2 separate regions of the Zea mays genome follow, and region 2 is linked to region 1. Evidence: chromatin contacts called from public Hi-C data. All regions are on one chromosome and are shown on one strand. The core of a region is the stretch at or near the end of the contact, and the rest is flanking DNA. Distances in the headings are between cores, read along the strand shown. Region 1 holds the start of LOC100191760 (vesicle-associated protein 1-3). Region 2 holds the start of LOC103627519 (protein FAR1-RELATED SEQUENCE 5-like).

The links. A called contact is a pair of places that touch in the nucleus more often than the background predicts.
Region 2: a contact with region 1 is called in a Hi-C map of bundle sheath, with 2.7 times the contacts expected there. The contact joins the promoter of LOC103627519 here to the promoter of LOC100191760 in region 1. A contact is called at or near these places in 2 of 25 Hi-C or Micro-C datasets (bundle sheath and tassel).

The regions. Positions count from the first base shown.
Region 1 is chr5:196,773,137-196,780,000 of Zm-B73-REFERENCE-NAM-5.0, forward strand. It overlaps LOC100191760 (vesicle-associated protein 1-3), which reads left to right and starts at 1,680. Exons shown (of 6, transcript NM_001385239.2): 1 at 1,680-2,032; 2 at 2,132-2,202; 3 at 2,312-2,393; 4 at 2,477-2,592; 5 at 5,100-5,171; 6 at 6,248-6,613. The coding sequence starts at 1,984. The coding sequence ends at 6,358. It overlaps LOC100304161 (transcription factor TFIIIB component B'' homolog), which reads left to right and starts at 3,145. Exons shown (of 11, transcript NM_001350089.1): 1 at 3,145-5,171; 2 at 6,248-6,864.
Region 2 is chr5:197,201,301-197,207,642 of Zm-B73-REFERENCE-NAM-5.0, forward strand. It overlaps LOC103627519 (protein FAR1-RELATED SEQUENCE 5-like), which reads right to left and starts at 4,543. Exons shown (of 3, transcript XM_008647812.4): 1 at 4,302-4,543; 2 at 2,069-4,173; 3 at 1,639-1,975. The coding sequence starts at 4,342. The coding sequence ends at 2,427. It overlaps LOC100279420, which reads left to right and starts at 4,703. Exons shown (of 2, transcript XM_023300204.2): 1 at 4,703-6,342. The coding sequence starts at 4,761.

The DNA.
Region 1 (6,864 bases), core at 430-2,929:
GCCAAACACTCAACTTTTCAGCCAGCTTCTATAAAATTCGTTTAGGTAAAAACCATTCAAAATCAATATAAAAATATAATCGGTTAACGCAATAATAGTAATCTGTCACTTTATAGATCCTGAGCCCCATGGATAACTTTATCTTCCTCCATACGTAATCGTAATGATACTCAGATTTTTTTCACAGCCAGATTCTTAACCCAACCAGATTTTCAGAAAAGCTGGTCAGAAAAAAGCCGAAGCAAATAGGCCGATATAGACGCTCAGGACAAGACTGGCGCTGCGCGCGATACTAATCCACTGGCGCCCCTGTTCAAGGTACTAGATGTTGCTTCACCTGTGCAATGAACGATGCAAGGTCTGGTGCTATCCATGACCAGTCATGGTTAAATCAATTTTTTTACATATACTTGAAATGGGATATCACTATCAGAGTAGGACATGCGAATATAACGCCATGTCTAGCAAGAGAGCTTGGAGTAAAGGAAAAGACTCCTACGCACAGCCGAGTTTTTTCCTTAAGGTAGGCGACCGTGTACTTATCTTCCGGCTGATAGGCTGTCTCCGACAACTTCCTTTAAATTTCATCTTTTAAAAAAATATTCTCTATTTTTTTATAGATCATTCTAAAATATTCTATTCTCTATATCTTCACTTTCTCCAACAATATCCTCTATATCTCATCCTCTATATTAAATAATCAATTAAAATCACTATTTCAGCGTCCCCTCCACGTGGGTCCCATTTATTCAGAGCCTACAGCCTCGTACCACTCCGACTTGTTGTCTTGCAGCTTCGAGCGATAAAGGATCCGTCAAATATAGCAGCTAAACAACGTTCGGTATATTTTAGCGTTTGGTTTATCACTTGCTGCTGGAGCGGTACGGGACGCTGCCGTCCGCTAGATATATCGGACAGAAGGCTTTACAGGAGCTTGCTGGAGGTAGCCTTACGGCCCTTACCACATATATATCAAGATTCGTGAAAGCCACGGAATGAGAAGGAGAAACGAGGAAGGTGTTGTTGACCCATGCGAATCTCGAAACAGTTTTAGACAGCCTCGCGCTCCCGAAACCTAGAATCATTGTTTGCGAGACCTGACCTCCAACTCCAATAATGCAGCACCAACCAACAACAGTGCATCTGGTAATATCTTCGATCATGTTAGATCGTGGGACGCAGTTGAGAAGGGGAGCAAGATTCTTGCGTCTGAACCACCATTCTAACGATCGTACCGACAGCGATGGCCAATGGGGCAATCTGCGGAAACTGTAGACTTTCCGGTAAACGACCGATTCTCAAATGAGGTGGACATCGAAGTTCTGTCAAAATTCACTGCGGCGCTCGCGGAGCCCAGGCCCCAGGCTCACAAAGAGAGAGAGAGAGACCTTTTTGCAGTTTACGTCACGGCCGCAAGGTACACGTCCGTCCCTTTCCAAGCCAGCGTGGGTGGGCGGCGCGATCCCCAGCCGATCCGAACGGGCAACGGGCGCTGCGCGCTGGGGTCGCCCGAATCCAACCACTCCAGCCAACCAACGCGCGAAATGGCGAAACGATTGCAGTGGGAGGGAGGGAGACCCTGATTGGCACGGACGGCCACCGCCGTAACCAATCATTCCTCGGCCTCCCAAACCTTCATCCTTTTTATGCCAACCAAAACTCCACCCTCCTCTCGAGCCCGAGCCCATCTGATCCTCCGATTCAGTTCTTCTCCCCCTACCAAAAGGCCGAGCCCCCCTCAGGCCTCAGCTCCGCCTCCGCGCTGCCAACCATACTCGTCAAGCCGTCACACTTTGTCTCTCTCGTGCCCCGATACTCTTTTTCTTTTTTTTTCTTTTCTTTTTTTTTTTTTTTTTGCTTCCGGGAGCAGCAACCGTCGCCGTGGCCCCGCCTTGGATATTCCATCAGTTTTCGGGTTCTTGGATAGGAGAAAGCGGGGCGCTCAATTCCCCCCCTCCTGATCCTTGTTCCTTGATCGCCGCCATGAGCAACACGCTGCTTCGAGTCTACCCTTCCGACCTGAAGATGCCATGTAAGTGCTTATATTATATGGATATCCTAGCTACCGTTCTTCAGCATATCGGACTGATCGGGTCCTCGCTGCCGTCTGTGTGTTTGATGCCGTGAGCAGTCGAGCTCAGGAAGCAGAACTCAGCGTGTCTTGAGCTCGTCAACAAGACCGACCGGTGGGTGGCTTTCAAGGTGGCAAATTTGAACGAATCTCGTTCTAGTGAAAGGTGCAACCTTGCGCATCGGAGTCAGGCTAAAGTGACTGGTTTTTGTCTCCCCGTGTATCTCTCCGAATCTGCAGGTCAAGACGACGAACCCTAGGAAGTACTCGGTGCGCTCTGCCTCCGGTGTCGTGCCGCCCAGGGGATCCTGTGGCATCACAAGTGCGTCGTCTGCTTCGTGTTTCTTTGTCGTATGGTCTGATCAATCGTTCTCATTGCTATATATTCTGATGAGATTGGTGTAGTAACGATGCAAGCGCCCAAGGAGATGCCCCCGGACTACCACTGCAAGGACAAGTTTCTTGTTCAGAGCATTGCTGTGGAGGAGGGGACGACGCAGAAGGACATTGTCCCTGACATGGTAAATTCTGGTAGAACTCGGGTTTCTGGAGTCTAAATGGCACTGTGCATTGCTTACTTTTACAGTAGTATTGTGTAACGTTAACGTTTGTGGCTTGTAGTTCAGTAAAGCACCAGGTAAGTTAGTTGAGGAGTTCAAGCTGAGGGTGGTCTATGTCCCTGCCAATCCTCCCTCACCAGTGCCTGAGGAAACAGAGGAAGAGGATGGATCTCTTGATTCAGATGTGGACCATGAAGTATCCACGTCCAACTCTGTACGTACTAAATAATCTTACTGCATGTGAGCAAATGATGCCATGTTCGTTCCTAGTGTAATATGATTGGTGCCTTCAATTGTTTTTCAGGCAACAGGACAAGGGAATACATGTAGATCACAAACATCAGATGATGAGGTGTCCCTAGTTCCACCTAAATATCATTTGTCTTTGTGTTCCCTCAGATTCATAAATATGGATCTTGTGCTGATCACCTGCTGCATAGCATATTATCTTAAAAGGACGGATTTAACTTCGGTGTTCATGGAAATACTGTGCTCTAAAAATTCGCAGTAGTAGCCTAATTTCTTTCCTGCTCTGACGTCATCCTCCTCTGGGCGACACGGGCGGCTCCCCATCGACCGCACCCACCGCCGCCGGTCTTCACCCCCGCCGTCGCCGGAGCAGCTCGCCGGAAGTTCGACGAGCAGCGAGGAGGGCGGCGGCGGGACTGCTCTCTCACTCATTTCCCTCCCTTCTTCCACCCACTCCACTCCTCCCTCTTCCTGGAGGTGGCCGGCGACCTGATCCGCCGCTGGGAAGGCCGGATCGGCGGGCTGACTGGCCGGATCTAGGGGCTGGTCGCCGTCCGCCGCTCCTCCCTGCTGGCATGGGCAGGTGGCCTTGTGGCCGCAACCATGGTGGCTCGTGCGGCTAGCCCGTGGCGGTAGTGCCCGCGCTCGCGTGGCCATGGCCGTGGCTGGCCGGCGACGTTGGCGCCCACGCACGCGGCCGGCCCGCTGCGGCGGCGGCGTGGCTCGCTTGTGCTTGTAGCGTGGTGCTTGGATCGGGGGCGTTGGTGGATCTGCGGCTGCCAGCGGTGCCTTCTGCAGGTGGTGGGTCATGGTCGTGGGGCTGGGGGCCGGATCTTGAGCCTCTCCGGCTAGATTTATCTCTCCGCCTCTCGTTTCGGCCTGTGGTGTGGGCAGGGCCGGCTGGCTCCGTGCGTTGCGGCGTGTGGTGGGAGGTCCTGCGACGAAAGCCATGCTCGCTTGCAGGCGGACAGCGGTGACGCCCGCGGGCGCCACCCCTACCCTATCGAGGGTGCCGTCTTTGGACCTCTCGCCCCATGCGGGAACCCTCGCCTTGGCCTTCTTAGGTCTCTCGCTGGTGCTCGACCGGCGTTGGGGCTCTGAGGGTTGGGGCTGGTGGGTTGGTGCGTCGGTGGACGGCAGAAGGTGACAACACGCGATGGCTTGGCGGGGTGACATCGGCGTGGCTGACCTTTCAGCTTTCTTCTTGGTGCTGGCGATCTACACTGCTCTGCTAGGTCTTCAGAGGAAACTTTGCTTGGTTTGTACCAGGCGGGCGGCGACGACTTTTCGACGTCGTTTCTCCTTCTTGAAGGTGCGGCCCAGAAGACCTGCAGTTTGTGTGTTCGTTCGTGTTGTGGAGGCTCTTCGTCGCTCCGCTTGGCTCAATGGTGTCCGTGTTGTGGAGGCTCTTCGTCACTCCGCTTGGCTCGATGGTGTCCGGGCCTTTGTCGCTTTAGGCGTCTGCTCGCTCCCGGAGTTCGACGTTGTGGATCTTTGCTCGTGGTGAAGAATCGGAGCTGCCTCGTGTGGGTGTGTTGAGGCTTGGCAACGATGGCGCGCCGCGGTCTTATTCCTTGCGTCGGTGTCTGAATGTAAGCGTCGTCGAGTTGCTTTGGCAGTGTGCGGCTCGTCTTGGGAAGTCGGAGCTGCTCGTCTCTTGTGTTTGAGTTTGGCAACGATGACTCTAGATGTGTTTGTGTGTGGGGACTGTCATTGTCTAAGTTGTTTGTTAGGTCGTTCGCCGGTTTTTCTACTGTGCGTTCTGTGTAGGTTTTAGGCCCGATTTTCCAAAAAACTGGGTCAATTCCATTCTTCTTAATTGAGAGGCAGAGCTCCTACCATCACGTTAAAAAAAATCGCGGTAGTTCTTTCTTCTTTTTTGATGCTATTGATTACACTGAATAGTTTAGTTTTCATGAAATTTTATCATAATACCTGCACCCCTCCTCGCTCAACCAGAAAACACACACAAAAAAGAGGACAGAAAAAACCTATCATTAGAAGAAACATGCTCCTGGATAACTGTAATGTGAACACCTTTCTCTTTACAAGTTATTGTATCAGAATGACATTTGACAATTGACAGATTTGATTCCTTACATTATTTCTACCATGATTGTCGGCACCATTAGCCTAAGACGTTAGAATTTCAAATATTTGTCTATGTCTGCCCTGAATGTTATCCTTGACATGCCACTGATTGTTTTGTGACTCTTCAGGATGATTCTACATCCAAGTTGGAACTGGAAAGAAGATATGCAGAGGAAAACAAGAAGATTCAGAAAGAGCTGGTAGGATTTTTTTTCTTCTGATGTGTTTATCTCTCTATTTTTTAGAAATAAGAGTATTTTAGGAGAATAGTAGCTTTATTTATTCCATATTTACATTATTTTTCTTAAGAAATCATTTTTTTTTTGGAAAACTTCAAATTACACATGTTTGGCCTATCTCTGGATAACCCTCTGACATTTGGTTTGATTTACTCGCCCAACTATTTCACTATGTCCAATTTATCTCTTAACAAGATTTTTTTTCTCCACATATTTGAGTTTTAATTTCAAATTCTGAGGTGAAAGCGGACACCACAATCTATGTTAAAAATACATTATGAATTTTCTATCATCATCTTTCATACAATTTTGTGTCTCCACTGTTAACTTATTATTTATTTGATATTCTTAACTGTCAAAATAATGGAAAAAATATAATCTATTTTTAACATATAAACTATGATGTTTGCTATCACCTCACATAGAGAAAAAACAAAAAGTGGACCAAGTTAAAATAGTTTGGGGAGTAAATCAAACCGAGATTAGTTTAGGAGTTATCTAGATATGGGACAAACTTCATGAGAGTAATTAAACTTTAGGAGAGTAATTTAGGCCTTTTCCCTTTATACTCTTATGTGATAGTTTTATAAGTTACATAATAATTTTGGTGCTTTACGGTTTTAATTCTTTTAGAAAATGAAATATTTAAACATTTAGGAAACAAATGAGGAATATGTTTTTATCATCCTGATAATGCATAGAAGCCGGTTAAATTATTGCTACATTAAGAAAATCAACGAGTTCAACAAGGTACTTTGAATATTTGGGGACTATCAAACACCTAGCTTTTCTACCAACTTATATAAAAATCATTTTAGTCAGAATTGTACAAAAATCAACGTGAACACAGAATTGGTCAAGTGAAACATTTCTTTTCTGCATCATAAACCCTATAGACTCTTTTATCTTTCTACACACGTAATTTTCACGATACTTAGATTCTCTACAGTCAGATTTTTTCTAAGTTAGAAAATAGGCCCTTCCTTGTTTCCAGCTTTGGTTTCTGATCACTAACGGTAGAAGCCGCTCTTTTTCAGGATCTCCTCCGGAAAACAAAGGCGTCTCCTCGGGGCTTCTCTGCGTTTGTGCTGCTTGTCTTCTTGTTATCCTCACTTCTTGGATACCTGATGTTCGGAAGCAGAGCTTAGCAAGTTAGCAGCTAATGGCTGCACATCATTTGCGGCACCGGCAGCGGCACGGCTCTTTTAGTACAGTGTACAGATATATACATTAATAGCGAAGTAGTCAGTACATAACAGATATATAGGGCTTTCTTGGGTTTCAAGTGTCCATAGGAATATATCTTCAGTTTTGAAATATGTGTGAGTAACCGTTCATGTTTATACTCTATCATCCAAATATATGATGTTTACTATATAATAAAGCTATAAAAGTGAGACAAATCAGTGTTGGAGAAAGACAAATTATGGCCTTGAAACTCATGGAGAAAGACAAATTATCACGTTATTTAAGTTAACACGCCAAATTTCCTCTACCTAATAACATTGCTATTACTGTAGCTGTATGCAGAAAGTATAAACACCTAGGTGCTAGGCTGAGCCTCATCGCCTAGCATTTAAAAAAACATTGAGTATTTGCTGACTGAGGTATACTTTGAGAGTTGGGCTTAGATATGTTACAGATGATGCTAATA
Region 2 (6,342 bases), core at 3,293-5,792, 430 kb after region 1:
GGCGCACAGTGCAGGCAAGGGCACGCACCACTATAGATGTCCAATAAACACAAGGCCCGCGAGCCCGGCACGAAGCCTACTGTTTGGGCCCGGTCCAAGCCCGACACGGCCCGGTTCTATGCGGGCCCGGGCCGGCCCGGCACGGCACGAATAAGCGGGCCAGACTCAGACAGGAAGTTAGGCACGGTGGGCTAGCTTGGCACGACCCGTTTACCTCTAAGCCTGTTAAGCCCGCTTTTTTGCACTAAAACGTGCTTACTAGTTACTAGCCCGCTTAGCTCGCTTTTCGGCCCGCTTTTTTCGTAACGGGCCGACCCGACCCGTTTAGATCCGTTGCGGGCCGGACTCGGACAGGAAAACGGGCTTAGACGGATCGATCCGATTTTCTAACCGTGCCTGGCGGGCCGGGCCCAAAACGGGTCGAGCTTCACCGGGCTCGGGTCGGGCGGCCTGTTTGGCCATCTCTACGCACTCCTTGCCTTGCGGCTATAGGTGTACATTCGGGCCACTCGGCCTGGCCCGGCCAAGCCCAAAAAGGCCCATATTGTTTGAATTTCGGGCCGGCCCGTTTGAATTTTGGGTCGTGCCGGGCCGGCCCACGGGCCTAGCCCTCGGCCCATGGCCCGACCCGTAATTGCTTAAACGTGTCGGGCTCATTTCGGGCGGCCCAAAATTATAAAAGCCCGAAATTCAATTCTTGGCCCGAAATTCAATTTTTGGCCCAAAATTCACATCAGAGCCCTAAATTTAAAAAAAATAAAACAAATAAAAGATAAGACAAATAAATTTGAACAAAAGCAAACTTAATATTTGTATTAAAGTTACCACAGCTATGCAATGACTACCTCGTTTACAAATCATTTTGTTAGAAGGAAAAAGAGTATAATCAGCTCTATACAAAGTTCATAAGTTCAGTTTATTGTTTAATGTTCATAACAAAAGTAAAATTACATCACATACTCTAATTCAAAGTTACAAAAACATCTAACTAGCATTATCTCTAGCTTTGTATTCTTTATCAAGTATATGAAAATATGGAATGAAGTGTGTTTTAATAAATATATGGATCTTTTCGTGCCTCTATATGGGTCATTTCGTGCCTGCCTTAAACGGGTCGTGCTCGTGCCCGCCCATGGCCGTGACCTCGCCCCAAACCTGGCCCGGCACTAAATTATTTTGGGTCGTGCTGTGCCTGGACCGTACTTGTTTTTCGTGCTCCGGGCCAACTCATTGGGCCTAACCCAAATGTACAGCTATGCTTGCGGCGCGGTTGCGCCGTTGCCTCCATCATCTCCCTGTTCCATACTCTTTAGTCTTTACTATCGCACCACGCCGATAATTCCACCACGCCATCCCTGTTTGCTTAGGAACCAGATCGCCTGCAGTACTGCAGGCTGCAGTGCGTTCGTCCATCGTAAATCCAACGGTTGCCAGGCGTCTAGCCCTGCAGTGCGTCGTCGGACGCGTCCAGCCCGTCCCTCTCGCTCGATGTGCAGACAGCAGCTTCGTTGTTTCCTCTTTTTCTTCCTCAGCAGACAACAGCTTAGATTGTTTAGCATTGCCAATTAATTTACATGTACAGCAAGGTTGTATGATGAGGAATGATTTGTAAACTAAAATTTTGAAAGAAAGTGAATGTAATTACTATTGAGAATTCTAGCACTGAAGATTTCCTGATGAACGTTTTTGTTTTAGTCTGAACATTCAATCCAGACTGAATGTTTTTGCAGTGTGCACTTTCTAACAAAATACTCCACAATTTGCAGTGTAGTTTAAACCTTACAATTCCAGGAACAAAATACAGGTGTCAATAACAAACTAGCTCTCTTGATTTGCCCAAAAACTAAAATAATTCCTCAATTTTCAGATCATCACTGCCTACTCCATTCAGTAGTTGAGTGAAGGAGCTGATGGTCCTATATTCTTCAGAGTCCTTACCCTTGTCGATGCTTGCTTCTTTCCCCATATCTTGTGCCTTGCGAGAAAAGAAAGTTGAAAAATTCAAAATATATCTGAAAGTCTATAATAATATAATGCTATAATGCACTTGTTAAAAATTTTGACATACCATTGGTACTTGTACAGACACCAAAGTTTTCCTTTGACCTTTTTTCCTCCCTTTGTGCTTTTCTTCCCAACCAAGTTTTTGTCTCTTTGAACTTCTTAACGGATATCTTTTTTCTTTAACCGTGCATTACTCAATGTGTCATTGGGTGGAGCAACATCAACATGAGCTACACTTTGATCAGCATTAGAAATACTTGGGCATGTACTAATTTTGTCTTCAAGCTGTTGGCTAAGGAGGTCTATTGCGTTGTCCATTAGTGAAGAGCACTCTGGAAAGTAGGCTGCTCGATGTGCCAAATTCAGAAGTTTGTGAGAGAAATATCTATAACGAAGCAATACATCAAGCTTTGGATTTTCAATTATATTTTTCCATTCATATCCTGTACAATGCCACTACATGCTTGTCGTGTCCATCTCTTTAATATATATTGTGTAGGCAATGACTTGATATTCATTAAATCAAGAACTTTTAAAGCATGGGCACATATTATTCCAATTCTATTAAATAAGTTGCAACTGCATGTAGCTGTTTGGTCCAAAGGATTTCCAATAACTCTAAACTCTTCATCAAGGACAAGTTCCTCACCAAGGCTCCCTGTTGCAACAAGATATTCATTATTTCCATCCAATACTCTAGTGCATGATGTCATAGACCTTTCATATTGACCTTGAAAAGCTTCAAATATGACTGGTGTGTACAACTTGCTTGCTTGCAACAGCATAGGTATCTTCATTATGACCCTCGGTATTTTTTTCCTCGATTCAAATTCTGAGTTTAACTCATTATTTCTTTTTCCTTGCACCACCCTTTCAAAATGTTTCAAAAATCGAATGATGTCAAAATCTGATTTGAAGTGAATTTTCAAATCATTGTTTAGACTCTCACTCAATTGTGTGCTTCGCATGCCCAATGTATAAACATCTTTCATATAACATTCAGCCCATTTTTCTTTCAAATTGTAAATGTTGTCTAACCAAGTTTGCTTTTGTATCTTTGTCCTCAAGATGGCAAATTCTCTGTCAAATGTTTCCTGGTCCACATACTCAAACATGCATGCACTGAAATCAGCTAGAACATTTGAGCCTTTAGCTTTTTCTTGTTTAGGCAAATGTTTGATAGCATTTTGCATTATGTGAAAAGTGCACAATCCATGCCATGCCTCATGAAACACTAGTTCAACCGCCTTCCCCATTGCAAAATCTTGGTCTGTGTAGAACGTTTTTGGTTGTTTTCTATTATGTGCTTGTAGAAAGGTCTCAAAGAGCCACCGAAAAGACTCAAATGTTTCATCATACATTAGAGCAGCACCAAAAACTACTGTTTCTCTGAACTGGTTGAATCCAACAAAAACACCAAAAGGCCGACTCTCTCTATTTGTTCCAAAAGTAGTGTCAAAGGAAACAACATCACCAAAATGTATATAATCAGCAATCATTTTAGCATCAGCCCAAAATATGTTTGCAATCTTCTCCTCAATATCCATTTGTGTCGCATATTGAAATGATGGGTTCTCTGCTATTTTATCTTGAAAGTATTTGAGCATGCTTCCAGCTTGACCATATGCCATCTCTCGTTGTCGCTTTCCCCTCAAATAGTTTTTATGGTCACGTAGGGTATAACTCAGATTAAGCGGTCCACCCACTTGGCGACATGCTAATTCGTGTGATGCTTTAGGACCTATTCCTGAATCATCAGCAGCTTCAATTTCAAAGGCTTGCAATTCTGAAATTTTTCTTTGTGACACCATCAAGTGAAAAGTTTCTGGTGAGTGAAGGTCATGATTGTGTTCCAACTTTAGATCATAAACTTTATATCCATCCATCTCTTTATCCTTTGCAAGACCCATACGCACTTCACAATCCGTTCTTGTTTCAGCTCGTTGACATTTTACTTGATCACTCCTTTTGTCCTTTCCTCTATGACCTTCATTGGCACAAACAAATCTACATGATGTTATCTTTCCATCAATCTTACTTTTGTTTGCATAGTGCTTTCTAACATCAAAACCACTCTGACCATCGTATGCCAGCCAAAACTTCCAACCCTCTTCTGGATTTCTAAATTTCATGCCAACATGAGGAACTAAACAGGGCAAAACTTTCTCCCTGAAATTCATTAGTACTTTCGTCATTGTGTATACAAGGCAATAACTAAATTCCTTTGTGTTGTACGGCTACATCAAAAGTTCAGAAATCTAATGCTATGAGACACAAAATAAATAAATCTTACTCACGTGTAGGGTTTGTAGGGTTCTCCATTCACATCCTCTCCCATCTTCCCTTGAACTGGATGAATCGCTCGTTTGCCCTCGAAATTTGCTCTTTGTGCTGCATCAGCAAACGGTGTTGTGCTGGAGTGAATTTTTCCTTCGATATGTTGCTTTCCCGCTGCCTTTTTCTTCCATTGGCACTGACGGCGGCATGTCTAAAGAGGCTGCGTACTAGAGGAGTCAAATAACAATAGGAGAAATTATTGGGCCAGAATATGGGCTATAGGTACAAGTCTAGCAAAACATAGAGGCCGACAGGCGCACGGCACGTCGAGCGAGAGGGACGCCTGGCAACCGTTGGATTTGCGATGGACGAACGCACTGCAGCCTGCAGTACTGCAGATGATCTGGTTCCGTTTGCTTAGCCCCCCCCCCCCCCCCCCCCCCCCAGATTTCGCCGCGAGATTATATGGGATTCGGTAGATGAGGGCGGCGCTATTCGGTGCCCAGCGGAACGGGGCTGCGGACCCCATCGGAGGCGGAAAGACGCTGTTCTGGCCGGAGGGGAAGGCGAAGACGCTGTTGGAGCCGTGGTCCGTGCTGGACTGCACGCGGAGCCCCAGCAACTCAACGTCGACGCTGTCGTCGTCCCTGGGCAGCGGCGCTGAGGACTCGACCGGCGTGGCGGTGGTTTCGGACAGAAGCGCCGCCGCCGAAGCCACCAAATGGGGAGCCCCCGGCGAGCACGGCGGCGGCGGCGGGAAGGAGGACTGGGCCGGCGGCTGTGAGCTGCCGCCGATTCCCACCGGCCTCGACATGGGGGTCGTGGTCGCCGACAGCTGGGACGCCATGCTCGGCAACGCCGCTGCGGCGGCGCAGGACCAGACGTTCTTGAACTGGTTCATTGGGGCCGCCGGCGACTTGGATCAGTCAGGACCGCCGCTTCCCGTGCACCACCAGCCGCTCCTCGACAATGTGGGCTTCGGGTTCCCGGCAGCGGACCCTCTGGGTTTCACGCTCGATCCCCACCTCGGCGGCGTTGCCTCTGACATGTCGTCCCCTGGTGCGGTGTCGCAAACTACCAACAGTGGCGGCGGTGGCAACAAGGCGTCCTCGGCCTTCGGCCTCTTATCCCCGGAGTCTGCTTCCTTCCAGCCGCCGCCGCTTCCGGTGCTGTTCCATGAAGGCATCGACACAAAGCCCCCTCTTGATACGCAGTCGCCCGGCCTCCTCCACCAGTACCAGCACCAGCCGACCCCCGCCACAACCTTCCTCATGTCCATCCCCTCCTTCCCCAGCTACAATCAGCAGTCGCCACTCGTCCATCCACCGGCCAAACGTCATCAATCCATAGGAGGCGACCTCTATCTCGCCCGAACTCGGCTTCTGCCGCCGCCGCCGACGGGGCAAGGTCATGCCTTTCCACCACTAAATGGTCCTGCTCCATTCCAGCTCCAGCCTTCGCCGCCACTGCCCCACGGGGCAATGAAGAGGACGGCTGCGGAGGCGGCGCAGCAGCAGTTGCTGGACGAGCTGGCGGCGGCGGCAAAGGCCGCTGAAGCTGGCAATTCCATTGGCGCGCGAGCGATATTGGCGCGGCTCAATCACCAGCTTCCCCCGCTCGGGAAGCCGTTCCTCCGCTCCGCCTCCTACCTCAAGGAGGCCCTCCTCGCGCTCGCCGAAGGCCATCACGGCGGCTGCCACCTCAAATCACCGCTCGACGTTGCCCTCAAGCTCGCGGCGTACAAGACTTTCTCTGATCACTCGCCCGTGCTCCAGTTCACCAACTTCACCGCAACGCAGGCACTTCTTGACGAAATTGGTGGCAGCACGTCGTCCTGTATCCATGTCATCGATTTTGATCTTGGCGTTGGAGGCCAGTGGGCTTCTTTCTTGCAGGAACTTGCACACTGCCGTGGCGCAGGTGGCGCAGCTCTGCCGTTCGTTAAGCTCACTGCCTTTGTATCAGCTGCTTCCCACCATCCACTGGAGCTGTGTCTTGCGCGTGACAACATTGCACAGTTTGCTGTTGACCTTGGAATTCCCTTTGAGTTCAGTGCTATCA